2 separate regions of the Oryctolagus cuniculus genome follow, and region 2 is linked to region 1. The links are chromatin contacts, called in public Micro-C maps. All regions are on one chromosome and are shown on one strand. Each heading gives the region's core, a stretch centred on a gene start, on an enhancer-like site or on the middle of the called end of the contact. The rest is flanking DNA. Distances are from core to core; before and after follow the strand shown.

Evidence for each region. A called contact is a pair of places that touch in the nucleus more often than the background predicts.
Region 2: a Micro-C map of ear pinna shows a contact between it and region 1, with 5 times the contacts expected there. The contact joins the promoter of PLBD2 here to the promoter of DDX54 in region 1. A contact is called at or near these places in 3 of 6 Hi-C or Micro-C datasets (ear pinna, psoas muscle and an unstated tissue).

What each region holds. Positions count from the first base shown.
Region 1 is chr21:10,250,085-10,256,646 of mOryCun1.1, reverse strand. It overlaps DDX54 (DEAD-box helicase 54), which reads left to right and starts at 5,138. Exons shown (of 20, transcript XM_008272276.4): 1 at 5,138-5,346. The coding sequence starts at 5,173. It overlaps RITA1 (RBPJ interacting and tubulin associated 1), which reads right to left and starts at 4,921. Exons shown (of 4, transcript XM_002719757.5): 1 at 4,721-4,921; 2 at 4,492-4,569; 3 at 3,877-4,209; 4 at 1,141-2,111. The coding sequence starts at 4,154. The coding sequence ends at 1,604.
Region 2 is chr21:10,374,997-10,381,160 of mOryCun1.1, reverse strand. It overlaps PLBD2 (phospholipase B domain containing 2), which reads right to left and starts at 1,464. Exons shown (of 12, transcript XM_051826590.2): 1 at 1,157-1,464. The coding sequence starts at 1,422. It overlaps LOC127484707 (a long non-coding RNA gene), which reads left to right and starts at 1,461. Exons shown (of 2, transcript XR_007911883.2): 1 at 1,461-2,016; 2 at 2,234-4,873.

The sequences.
Region 1 (6,562 bases), core at 3,889-6,388:
GGGTGAAGGCTTTGGTGTTTTTGCGAGCGACCCGGCCCAGGGCCATGCAGGGAACACGGAGCAGAGGGGGCCCGATGTGTGCCCGGCTGCCCAGCGCTTTACGCTAAGTGCTGGCCACATGCTGGTCACTGGCTGGCCTTCTCACCCTCTCTGGTTTAAGGTGGGAGGTGCACATGCGTAGCATCGCTGAGCAGGGTGCACTGCTGCGTGAGCCTCACAGGGCACCGCAAACAGGCCACGTGGTGCCTCCCGTGCTTGCCTGAACGCTGTGTGGCGTGTGACTGGTCATTTACAAGCGGTACCACCGGGGCTGGGGCAGGCACTTGGCACAGGGGTCTCGGTGTTGCTTGGGATGCCACATCCTTCCAGAGGGCCTGGGTTCCAGTCCCAGCTCTGCTTCCAAATTCCATTTCCTGTGGACGTGCACCCTGGGAGGCAGAGGTGTGGCTCCAGCAGTTGGTCCCTGCCTCCCACACGGGGGGACCTGGAGTGAGTTCACAGCTCCCAGCTCCGGCCTGGCCCAGCCCCACTCCCTGCAGGCACTTGGGGGGGTGTCTGTCTTTCAAATTCAAATAAAAATCGAAGCCACTTTTCAGTCCTCCCAAGACAAACGCGCCCACATTGTGCTGCAGTGGGTTAAGCTGCTGCCTGCGATGCCAGCCTCCCGTGTGGGAGCCGGTTCGAGTCCTGGCTGCTCCACTTCCAATTCAGCTCCCTAACAATGCGCCTGGGAAAGCAGCGGAAGATGGCCCAAGTATTTGGGCCCCTGCCACTCACTTGGGAGACACGGATGGAGGTCCAGGCTCCTAGCTTTGGCCTGGCTCAGCCCCAGCTGTTGTGGCCATCTGGGGAGTGAACCAGCAGACGGAAGACTCTCTCTGTAACTCTGGTTTTCAAACAAAAAAATCTTTAAAAAACACACACAAACCAGTTCAGTGCGGTCTACATTCTGAGCTCAGGGAGGAACCAGCTGACCTACTAGGCAGCAGCTCTGGCTGAACACGGAAGGAACAAAGAAGCCAGGCCCCGCCCAGCTTGCCCCTTCCCCATGCGAGCAGTGGGCGTTCTGTAACTTCGTTACTTAAATCGATTCAGTTCCAAAAAAGGCCTAATGGGGAGAGAAAAAACTACAAGCACCTATGGCTTTGCTGTGCTGCCGATGTATTTACTACATGAACATAAATACATGATTGCTAAAACGGAACGTGTTCACCCACGCATCCCCCCGGTGCTCCCGCGCTCCCTGGGGTCCCCGCACAGCCCGGGAAGCCCTCGGAGGCCACTGGACAGCTGGAAAGGAATCCTCAGCGGGAAGCTCGACTCGAGGGACGGACAGGGAACAGGCACCCCACACAGGTGTGCACACTGGGCCGCAGAACCGCCTGGCGGATGGAGAGGAGGCAGGGCCCTGGGCTGGCACTGGTTTTGAGTGAGGCTGGCACAGAGCGGGAGAGAGGCCTCTCCAAGGATGGCCCCCAGTACACGCTGGGGTGAAGCAGCAGGGGTAAGCAGGGCTGGTTGGTCCCGGGGGCTTCTCCCATGCCTGCGGGTGACCCAGGCTGTGCTGCTGGTCTACCGGGATGACCCCAGCCACGAGAGGCCCTCATCTCCAAGGGGGCTTTGGTTTCTGGGTCTCTGCCCCTCGTCGGGGGGTCGCTGGCACTGAAACACTGACGGAGAGAGCCCTGGGCGTCACCAGCGGGCTCCGGAAAGTCACCCCAGACGCAGGCGGCCTGGGGTCCCGGGGCTCACGTGTGGGCGGGGCACGGGTAGTCGGGGGGCCAGGACTGGGCACGCTGAGGAGAGTGAGGGACTGGGAGCGTGCCCGCCCCGGGGGGCGTGGGGAGCCCTCGCCGCCCAGGGACCGCCTCCTGGAGTCTGCCACCTCCCTGGGCTTGGTCTCCGGGGCAGCAGCCGGGTGGACGGCTCGCAGCGGGGTCTCCCTGGGGCGGGGTGACTGGCTGCCCCTGGGGGTCGGTGGCGGCGTCCAGAGGAGCGCGTGGAGTTTCGCGGTGTTCCCCTTCTCTGTCCACGGGGCCTCCCAGCTGCTGCCTTCACATCGCCGGCCAAAGAGTGACTCGTCGCAGTGAGACGGGGTGTGGCTGAGCAGCCTGGCCGAGGGGAGAGAAAGGCAGGGGGCGGCACTGTGTCCCGAGGGGCCCCTGCCACCCAACCCGGCGCCCACAGGGACACCCAGGCCTCTCAGGTTCCTGGGGACCCCTCGCTCCTGCTGCTTCCCCAAGAACCGCCCCGGCCCCCTGCATCCTGACCCCCATGCCCTGCCAATTTGCATATTCCATCCCCCTGGCCACACTGATTGGTCCAGAGGAGGCCACATGACCTAGGTCTGTCCCAGGCTGCCACCCAGAGTTGCCCTGTGCTAAGCTGACAGTCTGTGGCCATCTCGCCTGTCCCGGGGACCTGGGAGATGCAGGGGGAGGCGGCACCGACAGCCCCAGCGGCAGTTTGAGCCCCAAATGCCCTTTTGCTGCTCAAGCCAGTTTTTTCTGTCACTTGCAACCGAGAGTCCCCATCAATCTAACCATAGTCTTTATGGTTTCCTGCTGCTCCTGGAGGCCTTGTCCGCTAACCCCTCTGCCGTCCCGCGGCCCCGCGCAGCAGCTTGAGCCCATGACGAAGCCGGCCGGGCCCCTCCCCCAGAGGAGCTTTTTAAATGTGCAGTGTGTGCACTTCCACAGTCCCGGGCCTCGGCGCGTCACCTGCCTTACCGCACCATTTCTCAGGACGTGCACATCCAAATGGGCCCCGTAGTACAGGGCAGGAGACGCGGGCCCCACGGCAAGACCGCGGCAGAGACCGGAGTCAACCAAGGATCCGCGTGACGGCCTGAGCTTCAGCAGGCTCTCATCTTTAATGAGAATCTTTCGGCAATTATGAAGTTTTTATTATCATTAATCCAGCAAATAGTCAGAGCCCAGCTACAGGGCGCCAGGCCAGGCCTGGTGAGTTCTGGCCAGGACTGAAAGTGCTCCCGTCGCGCACTGCGCGTCTTTGGGAGGACGGCCTTTGGCCACCCGGTTTTGACGCCTGTGTCTGATGGTCCCAAGGTGTCTGTGCCCCACCTGCGAGTGAGCAGGGGGGTGGCCGTCACCTCCCCGCCAGGGCCATCACGCTTGGATGTGCAAGCCCAGAGCTAAGGCCCGGGAGAAAGCAAGGCTGAGCAAGGCTGCCAGCACCCCGGCTTTGGACTCACAGCCCCCACAGCTGTGCTGCCCCGAACCTGGACCGAGCCTGGACTGAGCCTGGATCCAGCCTGCCCCGAACCTGGACCGAGCCTGGACCGCGTAAAGCTGTGGCGTTTGGTTATGGCAGTCTGCACTCACCAACCTATCAGCCTGCTGAGTTTTTGTTCAAACCCCCGGTGACAATTAAAAACAAAAACAAAAACAAAAACAAACAAACAAACAAAAAACCTGTGGCTCAAGACCAGACACCTCCCTCCAGACTCAGATCAGAAATAATCCCGGGAACGGAATTAGACAACGACCTCTCAGCAACTTCCGGTTTTTGAAACTGCCCGCGAAAACGCAGCAAGACCCACTTTCAAAACCACCTGCTGAAATCCGGGCCGCCCACGCGCTCACGGCTCCGTGGGTCCATCGCAAATCTCGGTTGTCCCAGAGACCCCACCCCCGGGCCTCGCACCCCGTCTGCACTGGGGGCTTGGGACCTCACCTCCTGCCCCCGGGCATGGCTGCTGCCTTGTCCAGTGTTGGGTTCCTGTGCCCCCCACTCATCTGTCCCCCCTCACCAGTCCTACCAGGGAGGATCCCTGGTCCTGTCTTCCGCACGGAGCGCGGCGAGGTCAAGGTCGGGCTGCAACAGGAACACAGGTGCGTCTCCCCAGCCCCTCACCTGTATTTATTCTTCTTCTTGGGCGTGAGGGTGGAGGCAGCGCCCTTGGCCGCGGTGGTCTCACAGCTCCCCTGGGCTGCCGCGCCCACTCCTCTGGCTGGGCCGGCCTTCTCCTTCACCACCCAGGGTGGGTCAAAATCTGGTGGGCGAAGCTGGGTGCCCGCAGGCCTGCCAAACAGCGTCTCATCCACATAGGACGGCCTGGCCCTGAGCCGGCCTCGGCGCTGAGGGCGGAGGGTCTGCATCCCGCCGGCGGCCAGCTCCTCCGGGGGCTTCATGCTGGCCACAGTCCCGGGCGACGGCAGGTGTGCCAGGCCCCGCCTCCAGGGCTCCCTGCGCGAGAGGGGGTCAGGGAGGCCGAGCTGAGCCAACAGCAGGGCTCCCGGACAAGGCCAGAAGGCCTGGCTCTGCCCGGACCGCGCGGCCCGAGGGGCGTGCCAGCCCGGGGGCGTTTCGTTTGTTTTCGGTTGTCACGCTGGGGAAAGGGGTGCCGCTGTCCAAGGTGTAGCGAATAAACAGACGGGCACTTCCGGAAACAGGATGCGCTCAGCAGACACGGGCGGGCCGGGGGTACGGAGGGGAGACGGGCAGCCGTCCACCCGACCCCACGCCTACCTCGCGCCAGCAGCTTGGCAGGCATAGTCCCAGTTAATCCTCGCCAAAGCGCCGCGAAGTAGCTCCGGACGCGCCCATCTGCAGGATCACAAAACCGAGGCTTTAGAAGAAGCGCCGCGCGCAGGCCGCACCTAGAAAGCTGAAGCGGGGGAAGCAGAGGCGAACCCGAGGACCGTGCGCTTGGCCAGCAGACTCACAGCCCACGAACCGACGCCGCAGGTCCCCGCACCTGAGCTCCCCGGCCCGCGGGCGGCGCAACACCGCCCTCGCTCCAGGGCCCGGACTCTGCGGCGGGTCCCCGGCGGCGCTCGGCGCATCCCAGGGGTCCCCCGGGCCCAGGACCCCACCGCGGCGACCCCGGGCAGCAGCGGCCTAGCGAGCAGCCCGGGGCACGCGCAGCAGCCACGGCGCGCTCTCCGTGGCCCGGCCCATCAGCGGCCCGGGAGGAGCCGCGCTCCCCTGCTCCCCTCTCCCCGAAGCGCGGGAGCTGGGCACGTCGCACCGGCCGGGAGCGGGCGGGCGCGGGTGGCCTAGGCCTCCGGCGGCCGCTGGCGGGCGGCGCGCGCGTCCGAGGCTGCGTGGCTCCGTGGCCCGTGGCCGCGGCGCACCCCCACCCCGGCTGCGCAGTTGGTTCGTTCCACAGACTCCGCCCACTTCCGGGTTCCGGGAGCTGGGTCCCGCATGGCGGCCGGCAGGCGCACGGCGGCCGGACCTCGGTCGCGACCCGCCATGGCGCAGTGGAGGAAGAAGAAGGGGCTCCGGAAGCGCCGAGACGCGGCCTCCCAGGCCCGCGACAGCGACTCGGAGGACGGCGAGTTTGAGATCCAGGCGGAAGATGACGCCCGGGCCCGTAAGGTGGGAGCGCGAGGTGGGACACAACGGCGGGGCCCGGGCTCCGGGCAGCACCCCGCGGCTCGGTTCCCCGAGCTGGGGAGTGGGCTCGGCCAGCCCGGGCACGTGTCGCCCCCCGGGTCCGGCGGCTCCCAGGGACCCGGCCTGCCGGCCTCCGGCTGGCTCTGGTCGCGCTCCCCTCATTGGCTACCTCCTGCCAGGGGGCGTATCCGAGTGCCCGCTCGTCCAATGAAAAGTGCGGGTGCGGACACCCGACTTGGGAGAGTTTGGGGAGTCTCGGGGAGGAAGGGGCGGGTGGTTTGAGCCAGTGGCGTCCCCAAGTCCCTGAGAAAGTACCATTAAATTAAGCAGTCGGTCCTGTACGCTTGTGCCGGGCTCCCTCACGTTAACCCTAAGTACTGGAACCCCCATTTCCCAGAGGGGAAATCGAGGCCGAGAGGGGTTACGAAACCTGAGCATGACCTCGGCTTACGACTGGAACAGCAGATTCAAGCCCGGGTGGTCTGGGTCCGAAGCCTGGGACCTTTGCACTGTTGAGTGACAGATCCACGCAAATGGGGGTGGGCGGGTGTTTGGCAGGTGTGAAGCCCCGAGGGCCGGAGAGCTGTGCCCGCCCGGCAGGGGCATGGGTGCCTGGGGGAAGAGGCAGGGCCGCGCCGCGGGGCTTCCCCACTCTGGCAGGGCCAGCGCCAGGCGCTCAGGGGTCCCACCAGAGCAGAGATGGTGAGGAGGGACCAGCACATGGAGGTCGGGGGCAGTAAGTGTGGGCTTCAGCCCAGCCCGGCGTCGGGTCCTGCCCAGCCTTGTGCCGCCCCGTGCCTCAGTTTCCAGCCTGTGCGGGGCTGTGGCCGCAGGTGCCCCAGAGAGGAGGCGGCCTGGCTCAGGCAGTGGGGCTGGGCCTGGGTGCGTCCCCCTGCCGGGGGCCAGGTGAGGTCACTGTCGTCCGTGTCTGGTCCCCCCCCCCCCTTTTTTTGAGTAGCTCTATAAGACATGAACACCTCTTAGCTCACCCATTGCACAAGGCGGGCTGGGCTCTGACCCGGAGGGTCGTGGCGGGGGTCAGGGGTCCTGGGGGAAGGAATGTGGATCCCGAAGCCGGAGCTCGAGTCTCTGACCCCCTCGCTGCTGGCGATGCGCCCTCCGGAGTCACTTCCGCTCCCGCCTCCGTAACACACAGCGCCCACGCCCTCCTCGCGGAGCCGCTGTGGGGTGAAGCGGG
Region 2 (6,164 bases), core at 215-2,714, 130 kb before region 1:
CAGCAACCAACACAGGGCTCCCTGGAACCCCACTGACCTGCCACTGGGCTTTCGTTCTCCCCTTGGGGCAGCAAGCAGGGCTCGGAGAGGTGGGAAGATTCACCCCAGGTGGCACAGCAGTGGACCACGGTCAAGGTTTCCCATCACTCCCCAACTCCTCCCGGCTGGCCCCAGGCAGCTGTGTCCTGTCTGCTGGCCCCAGCCAGGCAGGACCACAAGCATACGTGACTCAGCAGTCGCACATCTCCTGTTCCCTCCAGACACCTGCCCACACTGTGGCCTCCTCCGCCCGGCAGGCTTCCCAGATCTGTTCTACCCGGCATCCATGTTTACGGAAAACCCACCCACCCCCAATCTCCTATCCGCCCGAGAGCCACCAAGCACCACCAGACTGGGGGTGTCCTCAGCCCTCCATGTCTCCCTAACTCCAGGAGAATCCGTGCAGCAAGATGGAAGGGGGCCACGCCCGCTGGGGGTGGGGGTAGGGGTGCTGAGCACTGGGATCCCCCAGGATGGGGTGGGGGCACCCCGTTCTCTGCCGTCCCCCAAGCAGGGCGCGACTCTGCTTCGCTTTCCCTCCCGACACCGTCTCTTTCTCCCACTCAGCGGGAACCGGCTGTGCTCTCAGCTCTGGGTCCCTAAGGTCCCTAAGGCCACGCACAAGGAGAACAAATGAGCACCAGCCCCGGGCAGGCCAGGGAGGGGCCTCACACAACTACAGCCCGGCCACGGGAGCCCAGGCAGGCAGGGGAGTCAGGAGAGGGTCCCCGCAGCAGCAGGCGCGGCGGTCTGACCGCCCGCACGGGGCACCTGCGCCCACAGCATCCGGGCCGAGGACTGGCGCGCCCGCGAGGACACACAGCTGGGTCTCTGTGAGGTTAGAGACCCTGCGCTTTCCGACAGGCCTGGAAGCCAGGTGCGGACAGGCACAGAGAAGCGAGCCGGGGCTGGGCTGCCAGGGCTGGGGCTGGCCCGCGGGGCAGGACCGAGGGGGCGGCGGCGGGGCGCTGGACTCTGGGGACAGAAGTGCTGAGGGCCCGGGACTGGCCCCAGGAGGGAGGGGCGGCTCCAGGGGGCCCCCACCCCCACCCCAGCCGGGGACCTGCGGCCTCGGGGCGGGAAACGGACCCCCGCGCGGGGGCGGGCCAACCCTCACCCGGTCTCGTGGATGGCGTTGGTGAGGTTGGCCCAGGCCACGGCGTCGGGGTGGCGACCGTCCACCAGGCGCAGCTGGCCCGTCGCAGCGTCCAAGAGGGCCGAGCGGCAGCAGGAGGCGGGCGGGGACGGGGGGTCGCGCTGCTCGCCGCCGCCCGGGGCCGGGGCCGCGCCCGCCAGGCCGCCCAAGAGCAGCCCGGTGAGCAGGGCCAGAGCCAGCGCCCGGGCCAGGCGGCCGCCGGCACAGCCGTCCCTCGGCGCCACCATGACCGCGGGAGCGGCGCGCCGCAGCCCGCGTCACGTGACTGCGCCGCGCCGGGGGCGGGGCTTGGGCCGAGCGTTTCCGGGATGGGCGGGCCCTGGGAGGGGTGAGCGGTAAGGGGCGGGGCGCGCCTTAAAGGGCCCGGCGCCGCTTTCGGTCCACGCACACCCAGCGAGAACTTTTTACTTTGCAAGTGTCCAACCTCGAAAAAAGCTGCGATAGTAGGCAATGCCCATACGCCCGCCATGAACTGACTGTCACGTTTAAGTGACTTCTCTATCTGCCTAACGCTGCTGAATGAGTTCAGCCAAGTCACCACCACGCAGTGACGTCATCCTCACGGTCGGCCCTCCAGGGCCCAGAGAGTTCGAAGACTTCACTGCGCCTGCACCGGCGGCGGCACCGGCTCTGCGTTCGCTGTCACACACTGGAGTGGATTCGGAGGACGCGGGAGGCTGTGGCTCACACGCACTATGACGTCACTGATGGGGCGCGGGCGCGCGTGACGTGGGTAGAGCGGCAGGTCGCCAACTACTGCGCGCTGTCCCCTCGAGCATGGTCTTGATCGCGGTTCGTAGGTCTGGAACTTTCCCCCGGAGGTGGGCGTCCGCGCCCCGGCTCAGGACGCCGCTGCCCGCTCCAGCTCGCGGCCACGGTGGTGGCTCAGCGCCTGGGCCCTGCACCCGCGCGGTTGGAGCTCCGGGCCCCGGCCGGTGTGGGCCTGGGGGGTGGCCAGCAGGCGGGAGCTCGCTCTGTGCGTGTGGATGTCTGTCTCTCCGTCGTTCCAATTAAATAATTTGTCACTTATCATTTCAGAACCCGCCTACCTCGCATCAAGTGCAGGACTAAACCGATCAGGATGTCAGGGCAGGAGACGGAGCAGGCGAGGCTGAGGAGCCCGGGCGCCTCCGTCTGGGTCTGGGGGGGTGGGGTGGGGGCTGAGAACTCGGCCCTGACGCCTGCATTGGCCGCAACTTCGCGTCAAGCTCGAGACAAAGTGGGAGAAAACATTCGCATCGCGTAGAGTCCAGAAAAAGGGCAAAGATCCAAAGATCCTCAGCGCGGAACCGCAGAGCCATGATGGGGGCGGGGAGTCTGAAAACCAGACCGAAAAACTGGGCAAGAAAAACCATGAATGTGCAATTCTTGAAAAAAGACCTAAGAACATGTGTGCCCTGGAGAGCCATCTTGACTGTTAAAAAAAAAAATAAGTTAGGAATGATGTTTAGAAGATTTATTGTATTCATTTATTTGAAAGGCAGAGATACGGAGAGAGAGGGAGAGACAGAGACAGAGAGAGAGAGAGGTCTTCCATCCGCTGGTTCACTCCCTAAATGGCTGCAATAGCTGGAGCTGGATGGGTCCAAAACCAGGAGCCAGGAGCTTCTTCCAGGTCTCCCACGTGGGTGCAGGGGCCCAAGGACTTGGACCATCTTCTACTGCTCTCCCAGGTGCATTAGCAGGGAGCTGGATCGGACGTATGGCAGCCAGGACTTGAACTGGCGTCCGTATGGGATGCCCGGCTGAGGGCCGTGGCCTTACCCACCACAGGGCCCCAGCGCCGGTGCCAAGAATGACCTAAACTGGTGGGAGGCGCTCGCTTTATTCGCCATAGGAGAAATGGAAGCTGTGCAGACAGCCGCGCCACGGAGGCGATGTCACAGGAATGTAGAGTAGGAACGGGGGAGGCTGAGTGAGGGGTGCGATTTTTTAAAGAGATTTGTTTACTTAGAAGGCAAAGCGACTGGCATTGAATAAACCGTTGGGGGGCAGGTGTTGGGCTCGGCAGCTAAGTTGCTGCCTGGGGTGCCCACAGCCCTACCAGAGCGCCTCGTTCCAGCCCCCGCTGCTCCACTTCCGATCCAGCTTCCTGCTCACATGCACCCTGGGAGGCAGCAGCCACGGCTCGAGTCCTGGGGTCCCTGCCCCCGCCCGCGAGGTCCTGATTGAGTTCCGGGCTCCTGGCTTTCACGTGACCCGGCCCAGGATGTCGGGTGCTCTGGTGGGGACCAGCAGATGGAAGCCGTCTCTCCATCGGTCTCTGCCTTTCAACTAGAAACAACGGTGAGCACACATTGAAGAATAAAGCTGCAGGCGCCTGAGTGCTCTGACATCACGCTGCCTTGTCCACAGCAGGCGCTACCCACAGACACACGGCACACCCAGTCGGGGTCTCTTCTCCCTAGAGGGAGGCCAGGCGATGGCCTGGAGGTGGCGGTCACACCACACCCTGCGGTCTTTCTCCGGCCGAGCGATGCTGCAAGCCAATTCTGAACCCGTGGACCCATGTGGGCTCTGACGCTGACACCAGGAGCAAACCAGCAGGTGAAAGATCCCCCCCATCTCTGTTTCTCTGCCTTTCAACTTAAATGAAAATTCAAAAAACATTTTTAAAGAGAAAAAAAAAAACGCCAAAGCCAGGACAGCTGAATGAGGAAGAGGAACCAGCCAGCCATGAAGAAATCTTGGGCAAGAGCCTTCCAGACAGAAGCAAGGGCGGCAGTGTGTGCAAGGGTCCTGGGGCACCGAGGAGCTTGCCTTGTTGGGAGGACAGAAGGGAGGACCCTGAGGGCAGGGTGGCGACGTGAGAGAGGGGAGGACTCCTGGCTTGCCACAGAGTAACCCCCCAAAGCTTCCTCCAGGCGCCTCCCCCCACTGCCTGCACTGCCGGTGAGCTGAGCCCCCTCCTCACCCTCTCAAAGGACTCCGTTGCTGTCAGTACCCACAGTACCCATCATCGCCATATTTGCTAATCATATACTGGGTGTCACAATCACCCGGGAAGTTCCCACTGCCACTGTTCCAATTGTGCAGAAGGGGAAACCTGTTCAAGCAGATGACCTGACTTGTCCCCGTCACAAAGCCTGCAGAGACAGCACTGCGGATGCTACCCACTGCGGCCACCAGGGGGCGCACCTCGCCCGGTCCCACTTGCTTGCCCAGGCAGTGTTTCACACCTGGCGGACAGAGGCCAGACTGGTGCCGCCCGCAGCAAGCGTCCCTGCCCCAGCCCTGTTTCCTTAGGGTCCGTGGTCTGAGTGACGTCAGCACTCCGAGCCAGGAGGATCCAGCCGGCTGCACGAGGGTTGGCACTGAGTGCACTGAGACACCACCCCGGGGCTGCCTGAGGATGCCTGGGGCTCAGTCCCGGCTCTGCTCCTCACCCCGCTTCCTACCAATGTGCACCCTGGGTCTAGCCGCTCTGGAGATCCAGCTGGTAACCACTACCTAGAAGGGACCCAAAGCTGACAGAGTGAGGCGATGGCCGGGGTCTCGCCAAAGCTGACCCGGTGACCGTGCCAGTGGCAATGGCCCCGTGGAAATGCACATCTCGGACAGGAGCAAGTGCCGGCCGCGAAGCCCGCGCCATCTGCTGGAGCTGCTGACTGCTAAGTGGCGCCTGCCCTGGACCTGCGGTGCAGAAACGCAAGCCCCTGTCACAAGGACGTCTCGGAACTGTGTTCTGGTTGTGTTCATTTACGTATCTGAAAGGCCAAGTGAGAGAGAGGTTCGCTCCCCAGGACCATAGCTGCTGCCTCCCAGGCGATGGAAAGGAAGTGGAGCTGAGACTCGAACCCAGGCCCCGTAGTCTGGGAGGCCGGCATCCCAGCTGGTATCTTGACCACTGCACCCAGCCCCCACCCCACTCATTTCTGCTGGTTTGGGGTTGGGTGCAGCACAGCCTGCCGGGGTGCCGAAGGCACCTGTGTGCCCAGCGGCACAGGCTCCAGGGTCCTTGCTCCTCGGCCTCCCTGGACTACACCCCCACCCCCGCACTCACCGTGTTCCCCAGCTCCCTCCCTGGACTGCGGCGTGGCGGCAGCGGCCACTTCCCAAAGGCCGACCCCCTGGACCTTGTGTCTTAGGCGCAGGATCGGGGTGCGGAGGCTTCCTTCTCAAGGGGAGGGGACGGCCGTGTCCGGGCACTGTGCGCCAGGCGCTGCGTCAGGTCCACAAGAGTCAGGAGGGGGCGGACGGCGGTCGGAGGCCCAATGGTGACCGTAGCCGCGGCAGCTTCCGGGTGTCCCACTCCATGGCCCGCTGAGTACCGGGTGCCCCAATTTTTCAGATGAGGAACGTGTGGCTCAAATGGATAAAATGATGGCTCCAGGGTGGCCGGGGCACAGCAGAGCTGGCATTGACCTGGGTCTGGGTGGCCCCCGGCACTGCTCCTGTGCTGTCGAAAGGGCCTGTTCCAAGCCAGGAAGTGGGCCCTGGCTCCGACCCCCAGAGCACTGGAGCCAGGCCAGGCCACATCGGCCCCCTTCTCGGTCCCCGGGGGCCTCTCAACAAATGGTCATTCTGCTCCCCGCCCCACCCCCATCGCACCCCAGTCCTGGGAGACAAGGAGGCGGGGCCCTGCCTTTGCAGCTGACTCGGCACGGTGACCCCCAGCCCTGTCCTCGCTGGGCCCCTAAACACCGGGGTCACGGAACCCACGGGGAAGGAGGACTTTGCCCTGAAGTCAGCAGTTCTGGAGCTGCAGCCCCGTGCAGCAGCTGACCTGGGGGGCAGCAGGCTGGGTCATTCCCTCAGGACGACTCCAGCCGTGGGTGCTCTAGTGCTGGCTGCCGGGACACAGCGTCAGGCCGAGCCGGGCGGCGCCGGGAGGGTTCTCGGGCGGAGGAGGACTTTGCAGTAGTAGTGGGATGGTGGTGACGACCGCGGCCTCTGCGAAGGGTGCCCAGTCCACGCCAGGCATGAGGTCTGGGGCTTCACACCCAGTGTCATCTCGCAAGGACCCCAT